2 separate regions of the Mus musculus genome follow, and region 2 is linked to region 1. A link is a contact called in public HiChIP or PLAC-seq data. All regions are on one chromosome and are shown on one strand. The core of a region is the stretch at or near the end of the contact, and the rest is flanking DNA. Distances in the headings are between cores, read along the strand shown.

What was found. HiChIP or PLAC-seq counts read pairs in DNA pulled down with a chosen protein or histone mark.
Region 2: an H3K27ac HiChIP or PLAC-seq map of embryonic stem cells shows a contact between it and region 1, with 22 read pairs. The contact joins the enhancer-like site here to the promoter of Aif1l in region 1. A contact is called at or near these places in 1 of 39 promoter capture datasets (the HPC-7 cell line), 1 of 484 Hi-C or Micro-C datasets (embryonic stem cells), 2 of 115 datasets of contacts at active chromatin or transcription factors (both in embryonic stem cells) and 4 of 9 other capture datasets (adipose tissue, embryonic stem cells, liver and 1 more).

What each region holds. Positions count from the first base shown.
Region 1 is chr2:31,947,450-31,953,266 of GRCm38.p6, forward strand. It overlaps Aif1l (allograft inflammatory factor 1-like), which reads left to right and starts at 2,854. Exons shown (of 6, transcript NM_145144.1): 1 at 2,854-2,932; 2 at 3,080-3,141. The coding sequence starts at 2,902. It overlaps Lamc3 (laminin gamma 3), which reads left to right. Exons shown (of 28, transcript NM_011836.4): 28 at 1-1,634.
Region 2 is chr2:32,006,017-32,011,670 of GRCm38.p6, forward strand. Nup214 (nucleoporin 214) reads left to right here. Exons shown (of 36, transcript NM_172268.2): 18 at 673-776; 19 at 4,167-4,349; 20 at 4,996-5,069; 21 at 5,169-5,252. Among named protein-coding and RNA genes, the nearest start is that of Gm13609, 8.5 kb to the right of the region's middle. Within about 2 kb of position 1,470, at least 18 of the 459 cell types and tissues checked have an H3K27ac peak or open chromatin away from gene starts, as enhancers often do. A contact at or near this core is called in embryonic stem cells, where this site is marked.

The sequences.
Region 1 (5,817 bases), core at 1,604-4,103:
TCCTGGAACTCTCTCTGTGGACCAGGCTGGCCTCGAACTTGGAGATCTGCCTGCCTCTGCCTCCCAAGTGCTGGGATTAAAGGTGTGAACTACCATTGCTCAGCTATTATTTTTATTTTGAGATTCTGTTCATTTTTGTTTTATATGTATGTGTGCTTTGCCTGCGTGCATATCTGGGAACCACATGCATGCTTCAGGTCCTCTGGAACTGGAGTTACAGATAGCTGATAGCTGCCATGTGAGTGATGGAAGCCAAACCCAGGTGAACAAACAGACACTTCTCTTCTTCTTCTTCTTCTTCTTCTTCTTCTTCTTCTTCTTCTTCTTCTTCTTCTTCTTCTTCTTCTTCTTCTTCTTCTTCTTCTTCTTCTTCTTCTTCTTCTTCTTCTTTTTTGTTCTTCCGAGACAGGGTTTCTCTGTGTAGCCCTGGCTGTCTTGGAACTCACTCTGTAGACCAGGCTGGCCTTGAACTCAGAAATCCGCCTGCCTCTGCCTCCCAAGTGCCGGGATTAAAGGCATGCGCCACCACTGTTCAGCAAGCAGACACTTCTTTTAACTGCTGATCCACCACTCCAGCCCCACATCAAATGTTGAGTGGTCAAGTCCCCTGCTTGGCCAAAATACCAGGGACTTTGTGTCCAAGGCTTTGTGGTGAGACATGCCATATATGTACAGGCAAAGTGTTCTGAGGAGAGGAGCATCCCTCCAGAGAGAACCTTGAGGTCAAGGTGAGGCTGAGGATGGTGTGGCTGCCATTTTATGTTGAGTGGGACTGATATGGTAGGTTGCCAGGGTTGGGGTAGAAAGACGGAAGACGGGATTGGGTAATTAGGATCTGGTGTGTGATATAAAGGACATGGGAGCTCTAAAGTCAAAATCTGGGGCAGGATCCGGCACTTCTCTGGCCTTAACCCAGTTTCTCCACTGATGGATGGCCAACCTCTACCCACTTGAGCCATGATGTACAGCAAAGCGTGGTCCCAGCATCTCTAGTGGGCGGAGACCAGGCTTCCTAGGAAACAAGTCTCAGGCCTGCCAAGTGACTCATGCGGTATGGTCATGCCTGGTGTATGCAGAGCCACTCAGAAGGTCCAGAGGTGGGGCTGCACATGACGGAGGGGAATGCTAGCAGCAGCTGAACATCTGTCTAACTCAGCAGCCAGCTGAGCAGTAGAACTTGGGATGGCCCCTGTCCTATCCCACTGAACAGCCAGGAACAGCTGTGGAGCAGTCTTCTCTGAGGAGAAAACATTCCTTCCGGTAGGGGGGCTCCTCAGGCAGAGAGGTAAACAGCCCAAAACAAGAGCTTCAAGAGCTCCCTGAAACTGAGCGGATTCCCCAGGCCCCTTCCTGCCGGCCTCAGCAGAACCCAGCTGCAAGAAGACTCTTAGACAAGTAGAGTTGCCTGCTGGTTAGACTAACTGATGCCCCGGGAAAGGAGACTCTCCATCCAACCTGTCACACTGTCTGTAGACCATGCGGCGGGCTCCAGGTTCCCAGTTTTGTGAGCTGTCATCCATGCTAGGGGGTGGACTTTGGCAACACAGCTGTCTGTGAGTCATTTCTGTTTCTGTAAGTTAACTCTTCACCCATATTCTTGTAAATAACCCTAATAAAGCTTACTGGGTCACCAAGCTGGACTTGGGTGATATCTGTAATTGGATCTCTCGTGGGTTCCTAAACTGGGGTGAGTAAACGTGTGTGTTGTATCTCCTCAGGAAAAGTTGGTCACACAACAACAGCTAACCCAGCTAGCTGGGACCATGGGCAGCCTGTGACCAGAGCAATAGGGCCCTGTTCTGAGTCCAGTTCCTGCCCGAGCTTTCAGAGGGAACACGACCATGCAGGCTTTGAACTCCCAAGCCCTTGTGGGCCTACCTTCTACAGTGCAGTCCCTGCTCCTGTTTCTCCTATTCTGCTGCTTAGGGAGCTTGTGTCAAGTGCCCAGCTTCAGATGAATGAATGAATGCATAGTGGGAGGAACCTAAGAGCAGGAGCCCTGCCTCGCAAGCATCTTTCCTCCCATTAGCCCCATAGCATTCTATCTGGACCACTGGACTCCCCTGTGTGAGCTTGGCTACCCGTCCCCACAGTCAGCTGGTCCCAGGATCCCAATCTAAGGAGTGTAGACTTGAAATAAGTCAGGGGAACAGGGATTCCTGGATCCCATGGTTAGGGCAATCCTGATCTGTGCCTGTGTCCACAATGTAACAATGGAGGGAGACCCTGTCTCTAGAAAGGGTCTCTAGTCTGTTCAGGTTGGACACTGGAATTCATGATCTCTTTCTTTACAAGTTCCTAGTTCTTGCATGCCCACCCTGGCTTCTCCTCAAGTCACAGGCTGCTTCTTTACCACCCTAGAGGACTCGTGTCCCAGCTTCAGCTTCCAGACTTTTCTATCTAGTAGGCATACCGGTACTACTTTGTAGTTAGGGGAAATGACACACAAAGACCAAGTGTCAGGTACACCGTATTTGCACCAACACACGTATTTATCTAAAATATCGGTGTTATCGTGGCACTGCCGGGCAAAGGTGACAGTGAGGTGACAGCCTCTATTGGCACTTGATCTTCACAACCAGCTCTGCAAAGTTCTTAGTGAGATGTGATATTGTCTCTTCTGGTGATGGGGAAAGAGGGCGTTCCCATCTTGCATTTTCCGCGTCCTCCAGCAGAGGGGCGGCGGCGGGCTAAGCGTCCGGCTAAACAGCGGGCTTTGATGCCCCGGGTGCGCGCGGCAGCGGGGAGGGGGGCAGGAGGCGGGCCGCCGGAGGGGCGGGGTGTGTCCGGCCGCGAGGTCCCTCCGCCCCTGGGTCCCGTCGCCACACGCTGCCGAAGGTCTGGACCAGACGACTTTTCCTCCCTGTTGTCCCTGGCCTTGTCCGGAGTCGGGCTCATACCATGTCGGTCGCACTCAGCAACAGGTTCCAAGGTAGGCGCCTGCTGTCCCCGCGCTATCCCGCGCCGGACGTCCCTGGGTCGCCACCTGTGTGCGCTGTGCGGCGCGCGCGGGAACTCGGAGGGGGCGCGTGGCCCGGTTGGTACCCTAGCTTCCCCGCCGACTCTTTGTCTCCCGCAGGAGGGAAGGCGTTCGGTTTGCTCAAAGCCCGGCAGGAGAAGAGGCTCGAGGAGATCAATCGGGTAAGCCGCGTCACTGTGTGGGACAGCGTGTGGGTCCCATGTGCCGCACTGTGCCACCCCTTCCCCCCAGACAAAATCAGCCCCTTCCTCCCCTACCCCTGGCCTTCTGCAATTGCATCCCTGGCCCCTGCTGTGTGGCCTCCAACTCCAGGTAAGTCCATTCCACCCCTTAGTTCTCTGCCTGGCGTCTCCAGTTGCAAGTTGTAACTCTCGACCAGGGAGGTGGGGCGGGTGAGGGAGCCGGCTGGGGACCACCTAAGGGGTTTGGCGCCAGGAGAGACCCCAGGGCCAGTGCTGTCTCCATAGACCCGCAGAACTTAACACTAGGAGCTGGCTAATGCTGGCATTTCCTTGTTGCCTCCCACCTCCAACTCTAACACACAGCTCTTTGCACCAGCTTTTAGAAAAGTTGCCCAAGGGACTGTTTTTTTCTTCTATGCTGGTCCTGGTCCTGGGGAAGTTCTAGAAAGAAATCCTTCCGCTGCTGCCAGAGACACAATAGCAGCTCCGTACGTTTGCTACTGAGCGTGTAGATCCCAGGAGATAAGAAACGGTGTCAGGGCCTCCTGGATTGGCAAAGCACAGAGGTGGCACAGCCTGAGGCTTTAGGGTTCCCAGGATCTGTGTTCAGATGTGACTGGTGTCTCAGTAAGAGCTTCTCGCTTCCTGCAGGGTCACTTTGTGGGCTCAGGAAAGTAAGGAGCCTACATCTTCTGGGGTCCAGCGCTAGGGAGACAGCCCGCGAAGTTAGTTTCTCTCTCTCTCTCTCTCTCTCTCTCTCTCTCTCTCTCTCTCTCTCTCTCTTTCTCTCTCTCTCTTTTCCTCTACAGTGGAGACTGAACTTAAGATTTTCTCCATGCTAGACACTCTACCCTAGAGTTATTAGTACATTGGGGCTGAGGTATGCCAATTGATATAAGGGGAGGCATTTCTTCTTATTTGCCCCTTTGGTCCCTGGACACCCAGAGTGACAAACTCCAGGCCCCTGTCGAGGAGCTAGCTGGTAGGGTTAGCACACTAGAGGTAACTGGAGGTCGTTGGAGATGCCAGGGCTGTGGTCCTGTTGAAGTGTTTCGACCTAATTCCTTTATTTCCATGGACTGTCTAGACCCAGATAGGTGTCTCTTCCCGTCCACCAGCTCCAGGAGTCCCTGTAGGGCTCTGGGGCCTCTTACTAGGACCCTTCCCTTTTCCCTTGGGGCTTGTCATAGAGCATGGTCTTGGGGGACCCGTGTGCATATAGCTGGGCTCAGATCCCAGGCCTGATGGACTTCTCCAAGACGCCTCAGTGCTACCCCAGCCTTGGCTGCTTTTGCTTTCTGGACAGGAACCTGGGACCCTGACCTCATACAGCCCCCGGGGCCATTTTGTTAGGAAGGTTCTGAGCTAGCTGGCTCCACCCACAGCCAATGGGACCCTAAGCCAGAGACAGCTGGATATGGACATTAATTAGATGACCTTAGTAGAAGAGTCAGAAGAGTGGAGATTTGGGGCTTTCTGTTCTTGGGGACGTACGCAGGTGAAGGCTTGGGATGAGAGCTGTTGGAACAGGTGGCTCAAAAAGGGGCGTGGCAGTACTGATGCTGCAGAAAGTGGGCTAGGGGGAGCTGTGATCTAACCACTGCAGGTCTTCAAACACCCAGAGAGGGCAAGCAGCTGAGCCAAGGCCACACGGGAGCCACTGCTGCAGCTTGCTCTTTTCTGTGCTGTGGATGCTGTTTTGAGATCTTCCACGTGAGCTTGAGCTGCCATTGGGCCGGAGTATAATCCAGAGCGTAGGTCCCTAGGGGAGTAAGCTGGACCATGCAGCTGCTCCCGCATCACAGCAGGCCATGGTGACTACACTGGCATTAGAGCCAGGAGGCAGGCAGCCAAGCACTGGCTCTGTGAGTTCCATCGACCTGCTTCCTTCACCCCTCTGAGCCTCCTTTGCCAGCAAGAGATAATAGTAGTGATTTTTTTTTAAAAGCCAGACGCTGTGTGTGAAACGCACAGAGTTGGCGGCTGTCATGAGCATCGTCATTTGTTTGTGTGAGGGTTTCAGGTATAGGGAGTAGGCGTGGAGGTGTGCCAGGGACATACCAGCTGGGCATGCCCCTTTGGAGGACGGTAGACTCAGAGTGGCTCCACTTGAAGGTCCCAGCCTGGTTGACCCATGGCCATGGCTGTAATGACAGATCCAATTGTCTTCCATCGGAGTACACCTTCTCTGCCCTACCTGGTGTGTGAATTCTAGGGTGATGGGCTAGGCTGGGCTGAGCAGTGCCTGCTGTCCCCATAGAGGCAGGAAACCATACAGGACATGACTTTGTGACTCACTGCATGGGGGTTTTGTGACCAGCCACCTGTTGTGCCCATGAGCATGGAAACCACCGGCTGCTGTCTGGCCCAGCTCTGGGAAGACTTTCTGGACCAATACTCCAATTCTCCTTGGGGCTTTCCCTCTCCTGTGAGGAGGCTGTTTGTGAGCAGCAAGGTCGCTTAATCTTAGCCATTGCTATCATAAGAGAGACAAAGTTGAATCCTCTGGTGGAGCTGGAGGACCCTGAGGGGGAAAGGAGGCAGGAGGGCTGCACATACTACAGCTTTTTAGGGGTTCATTCTAGTTTCTTCTTTATAAATTGTTTTTTAAAAATCCCATTATGCTATTCATGTATACGTGTGTGTGTGTGTGTG
Region 2 (5,654 bases), core at 220-2,719, 57 kb after region 1:
GCTGTTCTCAGTGCCTGTATACTTCGTTGATTAAATAATTAGCTCCATTTTTAATTTTTGAGTGAAAAATCGTATAGCCATGAAGGTTAGCTGTGCCCCCAGCTGAAAGAGTGTTATTACAGGCTTAGCAGCCTGTTGGAGTTTTAGGTGTGGTGAGTTGACTTCCAGTATGGATAGCATTGTGTATTTTTGAATAGTGCTTCTCAAATGGTGAGATGGCCTGTATGTTCTGTGCTATGAATATCTAGGGTCAGAGGTATTCCCAGCACCAATTGTTGAATCAGCTTGTCTACTTGACAGTTCATTTCATAATGGGGGAGGAGAACTAAATGGGCGCACTGTGAGTGAGCATAGTGGGCTGCTCCTGCAAGTCCCACCCTTCCCAGGGGCAGCAGGGGAGAGGAAGTGGGTGCGTCTGTTCCTCTCATCCTCTCCCCCAGTCTCTGCTCCATCTCTGTTACACTACTGCAGAAATGGAATTTCCGTTTTTCATTTTATTAAATGGCTTTTATTTAATGGATATATTAAAGCCTAGTGTTTTCCTTGTTCATACAGTTCTCAATATAGAAATATTTCAAGATTATTTTTGAATACTTTAATGCATCTTCCCCCCAGCTACCCAGCTAGCTACCAGAACAATGAATCATTTGCCTTTTAATTTTTCTCTTGTAGGAAATTCGCCGCCTTCACCAGTACGTGAAATTTGCTGTCCAGGATGTGAATGACGTCCTAGACTTAGAGTGGGATCGGCATCTGGAGCAGAAGAAGAGACAGAGGTGAGGGCGAGGACATGTTATCCCCTCCGCTTTTTGTAGGAGCACAAGTAAAAATCTCACAGGCACCTTTCCTCCTGCTTAGCCATTTCACCTTTACATGTATCATTTACAAAACCCTGAGTGATGGCCGTTGTAATTTATATAAATGAGTTTGCATCACATCTTATGCATGGAATTTTAAAATGATAACTTGAATTTTAACTGGGCGTGGTGGTGCACGCCTTTAATGCGAGCACTTGGGAAGCAGAGGCAGGTGAATGAATCTTTGAGTTCAAGGCCAGCCTGGGCTATACAGAGAAACCGTGTCTCGAAAACAAACAAAAAAAAGAATATGCATTTTGTAAGGGTTGAGAGTAGCTCGGGGATAAGGCAGTTGACTTCTGTGTGTCTATACCACATGTTCAATGTCTAGCATTTCAATTGTCAAAGCCCAAACATCAAGAAGGTATACGTTACCCTTTGTTGCCACCGATAACATGTTCTTGAGGAATTACATTGAATGATTTTTATCTTGTATCAAACGTATAAAATAATTGAAAAGCATTTCAGATGTTTTCAGTGGGAAGGTACAAGTGTTGGAGAGAGGAAGCAGATCTGTGGGGAGATTCACAGAAGCACCTCACAGCTCCACCCTGCTGCCAGGTGGGACTTGTGTAGTGGTAACATGGCTAGTGTGACAGTCCCACTGTCTCCAAGACACACTGCCAACTGTGCAGGCTTCAGTTATCCTGTAAGCCTGCTGCATTGCTGAGCTGCGCGCCCATATCAAACATGCCTAGGCCAGCGAGTTCCCAGTTAGTCATAACCTGGCTGCAGTGTCTAAGTCCATTATGTGAAAGAACTCAGTGGGGAAACCCCCACTCAGCTCCCGATTCGGCGTGCACCCAAGAATCACGAATAGAACACAACACCTTGATGTAACAACAAGAGGTTTTTAATGGCGGAGCTCCGGGTCGAAACGTATCTCACATAACAGGAGACAGTGGATTCGACCACGAGGCTTGGAAGCTAGGGGTTTTTATAGAAAAGGAGTGGGGCTGGGGGAGGAATTGGCGCGGTTTCACATGATTGGTCCATTTAAACATCAGCTGTAACATTTAACTTAGGTCAGAGGGGTAGGAGATAGGGAGGCGATGGGCCTGCCCGGGCATGTCCTGGTCTGTTCTGCTATGTTCTCAGCCCCAGGTTTCAAAGCTCACAAACAACTCTTTGGGCTATTTGACATACATTACATGAATTACAGTTTTATTTCCTTTCATATGCATATCTTGTACATAACTGTGCTACAGGATAATTTATGTGTTATGTGTCTGTGGTGTACATTGCAATATTTTGTGAAATGTAAGATTATTTCAATATTATTATGTGAAATGAAATATGGATGATGGAACCAACCACCCAAGTGTCATGCCAAGGAAAACATCAAATAAACCTAGAACAATGGAAAAAAAAGAGAATTCCCCATGGGATTGGATAGGATGGCTCAATGGTTAACAGTCCTGGCTGATCTTCCAGAGGACCTGAGTTCAATTCCCATCACCCACATTGGGTACTGCACAGCTGCCTGTAACTCCAGCTTCAAGGAATCTGACCATCTTCTTTGCACAAGCTCTGTATGTTCATAGTGCTCATACTCTGACACACACTAAGTAAACACACCTTAGAAAACAGAGAGCAGTCCTCTTGTACATTTGTTAGTTTTCCAAGTTGTCCTTTTGAGAAAATATTTTTCTTCCCACCCCCACTTTTTTTTTTTTTTGGTTTGTTTGTTTGATTAGCATTTTGAGAAATGCTCTCACCGTTTATTGTCCCGAAGGCCTTGGGTGCTTGGCATTCCTCCTGCCTCAGTCTCCCAAGGGCTGGGAATGTAAGCATGAGCATGAGGGAAAATTAATTAAGGTGGCTGTTTAAAGTGATGCTGAAGACGGGCGAGCTTGCAGCTGCCTGTCATGGTCTGGTTTGTGCTTGTGCTTTGTAGAAGGAATAGAATGCTGTGTGCTGAGAACGAGGAAGTACTCCAGAAAAGCATGAGTGTGTTAACCCTCATACACGTTGCTTTGCCTAGAAGTAGGCTTTCTGAGACTGCACATGCTACCAGAAACGAGCTTTCTTTACTGTTACTGCCCCAGCCATCTCCTCGCTGCACGGCACTGATCAGGTCCCTTTCCGCAGAGCTCAAGTTCACTCTCTTGGCTGCCTTGTTCTTCTCAGTGGGTCCGAGAAAAGGAAATAAAACTGAAAGTTTCTGTTGAACATCAGCAGTTTTCATTCTGATCGTTCTGTGCTGAGAGACCGATGCCCAGACAGACAGCAGCAGACAAACCATGTGGCTTGTACTTGTTTTGAACTACCCATTTTTTGTTTGTTTGGTTTTTTTTTTAATTTTTTATTAGATAATTTCTTCATTTACATTTCAAATGCTATCCTTCCCCCCCCCCAAAAAAAAACCCTATACCCTCCCCCTGCCCTGCTCCCCTACCCACCCACTCCCACTTCTTGGCCCTGGCGTTCCCCTGTACTGGGGCATAGAAAGTTTGCAAGACCAAGGGGCCTCTCTTCCCAATGATGTCCGACTAGGCTACATATGCAGCTAGAGACACAAGCTCTGGGGGTACTGGTTAGTTCATATTGTTGTTCCACCTATAGGGTTGCAGACCCCTTCAGCTCCTTGGGTACTTTGTCTGGCTCCTCCATTGGGGGCCCTGTGATCCATCCTATAGATGACTGTGAGCATCCACTTCTGTATTTGCCTTGTGCTGGCATAGCCTCACAGGAAACAGCTATATCAGGGTCCTTTCAAGCAAAATATTGCTGGCGTATGCAATAGTGTCTGCGTTTGGTGGCTGATTATGGGATGAACCCCTGGGCCCATTTTTGTTTTATTTGTATATTTTTCTCAAGCTAAAAGACATTTTTGTCAATGCTCAAAGGTTTATAATGACAAACAAAAGAATCTCTGACTTTAGACCTGCCACTCAGCAGCAACCATTGGACTGTTTCATTCTTAAGGAAAACAGCACCTTGCTCAGTCAGCAGTCAGTGACTGGGATGGGACCCACACACTTCCAGCCTGCCTTATTGAGTGTAACTTGCATACAGAAAAGCTCAAGTCACAAGTGAGCACAGGAGGGTTTGCCTGTTGTTGGCTCCTGTCTTCCTCCTACTGCGTCCTTCCCAATGCTCCAATATTGTGCAGTCTGTACTATGGCTGGCTATAGGCCTTCTCAGTCTAGCTCGTTCTCAGGTGATTCTCACGCTCTCTTACTTCCTAGTATCTCTTGATGTTTCAGCTTCTCTGTTTTATTAATTTCCCTGTTAGAATTGCAGCTTCCTATGAGGTGGGGTAGAAGGGAGCCACTTGTGTCTAATTCTTTCCCTTGTTGCCACTAGGCGCCTAATTGTGCCAGAACGAGAGACACTTTTCAACACGCTAGCCAACAACCGGGAGATCATCAACCAGCAGAGGAAGAGGCTGAATCAGCTGGTGGACAGTCTGCAGCAGCTCCGTCTCTATAACCACACGGCCCCGTGGAGCCTGCCCTCAGCGCTCTCAACTCAGAGCAACAGTCACAGGTGTGCAGGAGATGGCTGCTGGGCAGGGAGCAGTGAGCCTGTGAGGTGGCCTTAGAGTGACTCGGGCAGTCCTGCGCCTCTGCCTCTCAGCATGTTGTCCTGGTCAGGTTCCTCACCCCCTCTCACCTCCAGTTCTTTGACTCGAGCAGGGGTGACAGTGGCTGCCTTCCAGGTGTGTGTAGGCCTGTGTCTGTAAGGCATGGAGTGTGGTGTCTGATGATGAAGTGGGTGCTCAGGCCGTAGCAGTCTGCAGAGTAGCGCTGAGGCGGCTGGACCGACAGGAGCGTACATGACTTACATTTTCTAACTTCCCTCAGAAGCCCAGATTTGCCATTCAGCTTTAGAGCGGAGATGTGCAGATCTTTGCAGTTAGCCAGTTTACCCAGAACTTAACCCTGATGGTGTCATGGTTCTGCTTTCAGCAAGTGTGGGCTTTAGTGGTCCTTTTTGCTAAGGCACCAGTATTAGGCTTAGAGCAGGAGTGTGTGGCGTTGAAGTTGTTGGCTTTCCTTTCATGTGCTGATAGGTAGCTTGTTTCTATAGTGAATGGTCTCTGCTCTCTTGGGCTTAGATATTGAGAAGAGTGTATACCACATAGCTTCAGCCTTCTCGTGGTTGGTTTGGATATAACACTGCCCTATTTCAGTTTTGACAGTGACCTTGAATGCCTGCTAAAAACTACCATTGAATCTCACACCAAGCCTTCTCCCAGAGTGCCAGGTGAGTGCTGCCCCCTAGCCTCCCAGCATAGTTTGTGATCTAACCTGGCTCATCAAAACTAAAGCTTAAGCATTTGTGGGTTGGTGAATTGTTTTGTAGGTAAATTGTCCCCGGCGAAACAGGCCCAACTGAGGAACTTCTTGGCCAAAAGGAAGACCCCACCAGTGAGGTCTACTGCTCCAGGTAGGGAACTAGACCTGGGGTTTCCAGCACTGGCTGTGCAGTGCTAGCGCACACTGGAGGTGGATAAGTTGCACAGATCCCCAGAGTCTGCTGCAGTCTGAGCATGGGAAGAAGCAGGTCGTGTATTTTGGATGACACAGCTCAAGGTGAATCTTTGCACTTTGACATCATGCAGTCCCCAGGTCACATGGTGATGGTTAAGAGTGGCATGGGATGGACTGAGCTGGAGTTAAGACTCAAGCCTTATATGAGTTTTTACCAACATTACATTGGAGAAAAGTCTTCTTACAAAGGAAACTAGAGGTTAGGCAGCTAATACTTGCTAAGGGACTAGGAGGTAAATGGCCCAGTGAATAAAGGCGTATGTTGTCAAGTCTGAAGATCTGAGTTCAGTCCCTAGGA